Regions from separate parts of the Danio rerio genome. Here region 1 is linked to region 2. The links are chromatin contacts, called in public Hi-C maps. All regions are on one chromosome and are shown on one strand. Each heading gives the region's core, a stretch centred on a gene start, on an enhancer-like site or on the middle of the called end of the contact. The rest is flanking DNA. Distances are from core to core; before and after follow the strand shown.

The links. A called contact is a pair of places that touch in the nucleus more often than the background predicts.
Region 1: a contact with region 2 is called in a Hi-C map of hematopoietic stem cells, with 2.7 times the contacts expected there. The contact joins the promoter of nhp2 here to the promoter of brd8a in region 2. A contact is called at or near these places in 2 of 18 Hi-C or Micro-C datasets (caudal fin and hematopoietic stem cells).

Annotation. Positions count from the first base shown.
Region 1 is chr21:33,054,296-33,058,790 of GRCz12tu, reverse strand. It overlaps nhp2 (NHP2 ribonucleoprotein homolog (yeast)), which reads left to right and starts at 2,340. Exons shown (of 4, transcript NM_212597.2): 1 at 2,340-2,623; 2 at 2,805-2,874. The coding sequence starts at 2,473. It overlaps grpel2 (GrpE-like 2, mitochondrial), which reads left to right. Exons shown (of 4, transcript NM_001288663.1): 3 at 64-145; 4 at 234-1,525. The coding sequence ends at 568.
Region 2 is chr21:32,844,298-32,848,528 of GRCz12tu, reverse strand. brd8a (bromodomain containing 8a) reads right to left here and starts at 1,439. Exons shown (of 18, transcript XM_073935993.1): 1 at 1,404-1,439; 2 at 914-1,007. It overlaps trnaa-agc (transfer RNA alanine (anticodon AGC)), which reads left to right and starts at 2,683; the gene lies at 2,683-2,755.

The sequences.
Region 1 (4,495 bases), core at 1,091-3,590, 210 kb before region 2:
AATGTTTAATTGTTGTTTCTAATTTAGTTTTTGTCAATTGTTAATTAACTGTGCTTTTCACAGGAGCGATACAAGCGAGCCGTTGCAGACTCAGACAATGTTAGAAGAAGAACACAGAAATTTGTCGAGGACGCCAAACTTTTTGGTATAACTAACTATACACTTAATGCACGCATACCTTGGTGTCTCGTAAATCTCTCAGTCCCACATTAAGCATAATTGTCCTCCTGCAGGGATTCAGAGTTTCTGCCGTGACCTGGTAGAAGTGGCAGACCTTCTGGAGAAGAACTTAACAGTTGAGGAGAGCGATGGAGCACAGCAGCTGGCACAAAACCTGGCACACATTCAGGAGCGGCTGCAGGACATCTTCACCAAGCACGGACTGGAGAAGATGACCCCTGTGGGAACCACATATGACCCCTATCAGCACGAAATCGTCTGCCATACTCCAGCCGAGGGCGCGGAGCCTGGAACCATCGCCATGGTCAAGCAAGACGGTTACATGCTGCACGGACGCACCATTCGCCATGCCCTCGTGGGTATCGCTGTCAAGACTCAAGAGCGGTGACAGGACTTTGGTTCACTTCTTGTCCCGCTAATGCTTTTGTACATTCATAGTTTGTACGATGCTATTGTTCTTACATCTCTAGACGACTACATGTTTGACTTACTCTTTGAAGTAATGGTTATTTATATGTATTTATAAATGTTTTGTTGTTGTAAGCTTCTACACCAGTTTTTGTTTTGAACCCCTGATTTACACAATGTCCAGTGCCCATTTAATGTCTGGAAAGGTTGTCTTTTTGTGTGTTGCAGTGTTAAATTGACCCGGGAAATGCACTTTACGCCTTTATTATAGTGGATTCCGTATGTGATACTAGTTTAGAGGGAAAAGCAGCATATGAGATTGGTGAGAATATTAGTAACACTACAGTTTGATGATGTGTGTTTAACAACAGTTGAGGATTTGGTTATGAATTAACAATGAACAATCATGTTTAAGGCGTTTATTCATCATGGTAATGTTTAGTAGATGTATATCTAATTAGTTCATTGTCCATGATATTAGTAAATGCTGTAAACCTTTAGCAAACGTTTAGTTCATGGTCACTAATTTTAATGCATATAGCATTATTGTAACCTTTCCAGAAAGTTGTTGAATGTGTAAAGTGTTGAAGGCCACCAGTATCCAAAACAAAAGACAAACGTTTTCTCTTTTGGATGGGAGAAATGCACATTATATATAGATATGCATCCAAAGTGCAAATGAGCTTCGTGCTATTTGGGAGATAAAGTGAACATAAAAAATATTTATGTATTTATTCTGTTTGAAATAGTTTGCCCTGATAGTTTACATATTTTTTGTAGCTTAGAAGAAGAACTGAAACTGTAATCTATTTACATTTTCATTTAAGCTGAGTTTTTACTCATGCAATTTTTTTTTGTAAATGATGGAAACTCTTTAGTTTTGAGTGGATGTGTGAGGCTGATGACTGAATAAAAGTCTTTTCTTTTCGTTTGTTCATTTTGTGCACTAGGGGTCAGTGTTTTTAAAACAACTCAAAAACACGACATTCTAGATGTAGATACATAGATGCCTCTTTTAGATTCTGCCATGTAACGAGCAAAATATTCGAGAAGTTGACTGTAAAAACAAGCAAGTGTGAATATATCTACAATAGATTTTAATGTATTTTTAGCAACACGAATGCATTAGTTGATGTGTATAATAAAAAGTAATCTTTCACAATAACATATACATTCTTGAAAAGTAAACACGTTTAACTAATTTTTCCAAATGACTTTAGATTGTAAAATGATTTCCCCACAATACTGCTGATAAAACCATGAATTAAGATGCCATTATAAAATACCTACATTTCCCCCTCTAAATGTCCAGTTTCTTTATAAATTAAAATCGAAGTGGTAAGTGCAAGCTAAATTTACCGTTGGCGGACGGAGTCTGGAGCGGTTTCTAGCTCAGATACGGTTGCGGCCGGAAATTAACAGTAATCATTTATATTGTTTATTAAGTTTCCTATTTATTGTATTTTATTAGCGTCTGCCCCAACCCTAAAGCCAGCTTATACAGTGATGTAAAAACGGCCGTTTTGCCGCACTTATTTATTATAAATAAATAAATGGTATTTCATTAACGTCTGCCCCTAAACTCAACCGTCACAATACTGTAAAAATATTATTGTTATACAGTGTTATACAATATATTAAAAATATATTACTAATAAAATATTATTGTTATACAAAAATGATCCGCAGCTGTATCTAGACTTCACCGTCGAGAGCGGCATCTATGTATTATTCGACTCTATGGAGGAAATACTGCAGTGTTCGAAAAACACCGGAAATACGTTTATAGTCACCGCACGTGTGTTGTGCCTTGCATCCTGTGCCTGCAACACTATCAGCCTTAAGTTAATCGCTAAAGTATATTTGTGTACATTTTAACAAAAGATGACAAAGGTAAAGAAGGAGAAAGCCGGGGAAGAAGAAACCGGAGGGACGGAAAAATCATATCAAGAGTTGATAGCTAATATTAACCCAATCGCAAACCCGCTAGCATCGCGAAAACTTAGCAAAAAGCTCTACAAATGCGTCAAGAAAGGTAAACACGTGTTCAGAACTTGTTTTTAACATTCATAAAGAGTAACGTTATTGCCTGCGAGTGTGAATGAAAGTATACTAAATATCGCTGTCTGTAGGTTTAATATGTTGCAGACACGTGGTTGCAGTCATTTGTTCATTGGTTATGAGTGTTATTCATTATTATATTTATATTTTCTTAGCGGCTAAAGTTAAACAGATCCGACGAGGAGTCAAAGAAGTACAGAAGTTTATCAACAAAGGAGAGACTGGGTAAGATTAAGGTTTTTTCAGGTATTTGTTAAGCCCATTGGTTGATCAGTCCAGGGTTTAACCCATATTAGCCTTTTAAAAAGTTCATTCTAGTTTCAAATTGACTACACTACTAGACAAAGAATAATACTAATTTTTAATTTAACACGAAGAAATGCACAAAATTCACAAAACTATTTGAGCTCATGATGTTGTATTTGGTTCAGTTTGTACGCAGTATGATCATCTTAAAGGGATGGTTCAACCAAAAGTTATTTTATATTTTCATAATTTACTCACTTTTTATTTTGTTCCAAACCAGTTTAACTTAATTTTTTCGGTTGAACAAATATATTTTGACTTCCATTGCATTTGTTTTTCTTACTATGGTAGTCAATGTTTTCAGCTTGTTACAAAATATCTTTTGTGTTCAACAGAAGGAATAAACTTGAGGGAGAATAAAGAGTCTGTTATTATTTTTTTTCCCTGTGATTTATCCCTTTATAGTGTAAATATATCTTTAACTTATGGTTATAGTATATGAAAGCTATATTAGTTTTAGAAAACTAGCAGTATATTTTATTTAAATTATTTAAAAAATATCCTTGAATCTGTTGAAACTTTAGACCATTTTGAGGGACGTAAACAATAACAATGGTCCCAATTAGGCATGGGTGGTTTAGAATTCTGATGCTATGATAACCTTAGATCAGTGGTTCTCAAACTGTGGTACGTGTACCACTAGTGGTACGCAGGCCTTCTTCTAGTGGTACGCGGATGAATCAAATATGTAATATGTACATGCTACATATATTTAAAGAAATTATCAAAAATGATTTATATACGAATATGATGACATGAAGCCTATATTTATGAGGTCTAGGCAACTTTTCCAGGTGCTAACAAACCAGGAGTTATTTCTTTTTTTAAACTGTACAGAGCTTAAGCTGCTTTACTAGACCTAATACGCTACTGTATTTCAAAACTGCTCATTATGGTGGTACTTGCAAAGACAATTTTTTTCCGAGGTGGTACTTGATGAAAAACGTTTGAGAACCACTGCCTTAGATAGAAATATCACAGTTTTGTGATCACAACTCTAAAATATTTTCTTTTAAATGTCTAAAAAAAAAAAAACACGTTCTTCTGCTGCCTTCAAAAACACAAATTTCTCTACAATTTAAAACGACATATTTGGATATCTACTCTGCTGAAGATGTTGGCCTAAAAAAGCGTAAATAAAAAATCTTACACATACCTTAGGAATGAAATACATGAAAATTTTGAATGTTTTAAAACCTGGACTTTTTCCAAACCGCGGTAAACCTTGAAAACAGTTGTCATCCCATGCCTAGTCCCAATGTATTTTCTGTTTGACATGTTTTCATTTCTATAGCTTCTGAGAATCCAAAAAGGTCAACATATTGATAAACAATGTTATAGTAGCTGTTTTAGCATTGAGTTATAGTTAAATTCCCTCTTTTAACAGTTATGATAGTCTACACATGAATCATTTCTGCATGAAGAAATTACTTCAGTATTTTGTTTGTAAAATGTAATATCGTTTAATTAAGAAATTGTTACCATTTATATAGATTATATGCACTTATAAATTTAATTATATTATGTATTTAAAAATATT
Region 2 (4,231 bases), core at 190-2,689:
ATCATACAAAAAAAAGGCATGTGTGTGTGTGTGTGTGTGTGTTAGTAAACATTTTTGAAATAAGTTTTGGATATATTTTAAAGTAAACTATTTTTTTTGCAGTTCTGAATTACATCAGTGATTAGTTATGAATCAAAGTATGAAATGGAATAAATCAATATTTATGTCAGAATAAACAAATCATGATAAGATTGACTTATCTTGAGCTGTCCTTGTTACAGTGTAATTGCGCATTTAGGTATTAAATACTGAATATTAATTAACAACGATTACTTACTATATGGTTAGGGTTAACTGTATTTAATTATGCATATAAAAATAAATTATAAAATACAATAAATAAATATAAAGTTTCATTCATTGTTGTTTACATTTTTTAATGCTTGGGATAAAAACTAAAATTATATATGGTAAAATTTTTAATATATCGACCATTTTGAGAGATGTAAACAAAAACAATGGTCTCAACGTGTTTCCTGTCTTACATTTTTAATTTCTATGGTTTCAGAGAATCCAAAAAGAGTCACATATTTACAAATAATGTTATGATCACTGGTTTAACATTAGGTTATGATTAAATTGCCACTTGTTACAGTTATGAAATAGTTTGACAACAAGCAGGAAATCTTCATGGGCCAATGACATTACATTAAAATGGTCTCGATAGATAGATAGATAGATAGATAGATAGATAGATAGATAGATAGATAGATAGATAGATAGATAGATAGATAGATAGATAGATAGACAGATAGATAGATAGATAGATAGATAGATAGATAGATAGATAGATAGATAGATAGATAGATAGATAGATAGATAGATTACATATACACACACATGATGTATATGTTTACAAAGAAATACCCTCATACATCATCAATTTATTTTGCCTTATGCAAATAAAAATCACCAGTTTTGGTCTCCACTCTTCATGACAGATGAGGCGAGGCACAGCTTCTCCCTAATTGACCATGGGTCTGTCGGGCCCAGCAGCAGTTTATGTTCTGTCCAAGGAATAAAAGCACAATATAAAGAGATGAGCGCATTTTACATGTGAGCAGCATTTGTATGACCCACACTGCGATGTAGAAGAATGTATGAAAAGTAGTCACTAATAACGGGGCCATTTTAGACGGTCAACGCATCATCGGCATCTTACATTTCTTTAACGTGAAGTGATTCGCAAAAGCTAGTCGATATAGTCATGAATGTTTGGGTTTTGGCGATTCGGCCAATGATTGCCATAATCAATGACTTCTGCGTGTCAAATCGCTCAACGCCCATGCACGCGCACCGCTGCATCCATTCTGCACGCGCTCGACATGCATCCATTATAATGTGTCCTCCGCCCCGTGCAAGACATTCATGTGTACGATGGAAATATAGAGAGCAATACTCACTTCCAACACCGCTCGCCATTTTGTCATGACTAGACTGTTTTCTATCGCTTCTTTCGCATGACAAGTGTCTGGCTGTCAAATGTAAATGTGCATATCCGGTGTGAATTTTCCAACAATCATTTTGCACTAAAGGTCTGCGTTAATATCATCAATGTGCATTATTCAATCGATAAAGGTTTGTGTTTTTGGTTAGTATTTTCGCTTGTATGACCGTAGTTCAGTCATTTTTAATACTTAAGAGGTGGATATTTATTTGTATTTGATAGATGTGGTGTTGGTTTACAGTTGCTAATAATAATCATGATAAAGCAAATAATATTGAATAACTTTGAATTGTTGTGTTTGCTTTTGCTCAGCAAATGTAGTTGGTTCTTTTAGTCACATTCAGTGAAATGGCTTCATGTAAACAACAATTATTTGTACAATTATATAATTTAGAAAATATATGCATAGAAACAAGCACTTTTTAAACAAAAATCTCATATTTTATGAATTATAAATGTGACTTTAAATTATTCTCGAATTAAATTATAGCATCTCGAGACTCAAAACATTTAAACAAACAAGCAAACAAACAAACAAAATTGCTTTGGCAGCTATGTTGTTAATAATTAAGCTCTTTTTGTACTATTGAATACATATATTTTAAAAACTAAACAAGAAGTTTGGTTAAAAAATAAACCAGCTTAAAATGTTTACAATCAACTAGTGCAAGCTGTTTACTTTAGATTGTTTTGTTTTTAATGTTGTTTTAACATTGTTAAAGAGCAACTATATTATTATAGAGATTTAAGACGTGCTGATACTAATATAAACCAATAATAATACAAAACAAATCAGTTAGCTCATAGAGCACAGTCGATAAACAAGTGTTTTGTTATAGCTAACGTTAGCTTTTATTTTGACTATGACTTCCGTACCGGAAGGAAGACCGGTGAATAAAACATTTGTTCGGATTTAGTATTTTTGGACTGTTAATGAATAAATACAATTGTTGAACAGGAATTGTGCTGTTTTTATTATTTATTGAAAACTAAAAAATAATCGACCCCAATGTGTGAAATATGCTATTTTTTAGCTATTATTTTAGCTATTTGTAACGTACTTTAGCACCGCTAAAATAAATGTTATTTTGGATTGAAAATGTATGTGTTATAGGCCATAGTTAATCGATTATTTTGCTGTTCCTAATACTTACGCATATAAATCCCCCTGGTGGACGTCACATATACCATGGGTGGTGTTCAATTGCCGACATACCTGATGCATACTTCGTGTAGGGGGATTAGCTCAAATGGTAGAGCGCTCGCTTAGCATGCGAGAGGTAGCGGGATCGATGCCCGCATCCTCCAACTTTTTAATTTTTTTCTGATAATGAAAAATATTTATGTATCAATGATCATTTTTACAATATCGTGTTTATACATACACATGACTTCATGAATTAGGTGTTTACTTGCTTCATCATAGGCTGTACATTGTTTTCCCATACATTTTGAGGCATCTGCTGCACTGTAATCCTGATCCACACAGAGGCTACATCTAGTAGGTATCATGTACAGTTGTTTGTTTATTTGATTATATAATTATAAATTATCTATTGAAAACTTAATTTGTTCATATCTGCTTCAGAAAATGCATACTAGAAAACAAGCTGTTAATAATAAAATGATGATTCATTGTCTGCCTGTAGGTGGCGCTTACAGACCAGAAATAAACCCGTCGTGAACAGTGAGCGAAGTGCTCTAAAGGCGCTGATTTACGATTCAAATCCATAATAAAAACGCAAATACAAGCAAATAATAATAATTAGCAGTGAAATATATATATATTTGAATGTTTAGCTATTTTGGATCGTTTGCTTCATGCCAATGCATTGTACGTTAAAAAGAGCAGAAAAGAGACAAACTTCTAGACAATATTTCAATAAAAGAAGAGTTGGCTCACATCACAGATATTTATTTATATATGAGTTCACACGAGGAGTTGAAACGTTTGTTTGTTTTAGCGTTTATTTGCTACATTTTGTCATAGCTTTTTTTATGCTAGTTGATTGCGCTAAATTGAGTTTAGCTGTATCGGACAGGCGTCCTGCTGAAAGATTTAGGACCCGGTATGAGTGAAGTACGCATGGAAGTATGCAGTAAATTGTTTCTAACCATATGCTGTGCCAATTTGATTGGTCAAATGTAAGCCTCAGCGGTGAAGCGCGATTGGTCAAAAGTAAGCCACAGGGGGAAAGCGCGATTGGCTCATGTGGGCTTACTTTGGGCTTACTTTATCTCAAACCCTTTGGCTCAAGCGGTGGGAAGCAAGCAAAGGGGCATGATCTTCTCGCTCACTCGCAAGCAAAAGTCTTAATACACGGACAAATGCGATAGATTTCGCTTGCAATAGTGTTCACGGCTTTGTGACTGTGCATAATGTGGTATATTTGTCGCATATTGCATGTCATTCTAAATGTCACTCTGCGTGCTGGATTCGTACCCACGATCTGTGTGACAAAGTATACAATCACTGTCGTTTTCAGCGGAGCCAATCAGCTGCGCTCTTATTCAAATTCAACTGAGGTAACACCGGTGTTACGGTTTAACTGGTGACCGTGTTAACTGGTGTCCCTTTCCAGATGTAAGCTATTCACGTTTGCAGATTGGCAGATTCGTCACTTTTTCACAGCAACAAAACATGTCCATACCAAATAAAGATTCTTATTACTTGGTGTCAGTGTCATTGTGTGCATTATTGATTTTAATATCTGTGTAGCAGAACAGTATATAACCAAAGTAAGTAAAAAAAATAATTAGAATTGACATGTCTTTAACAGGATT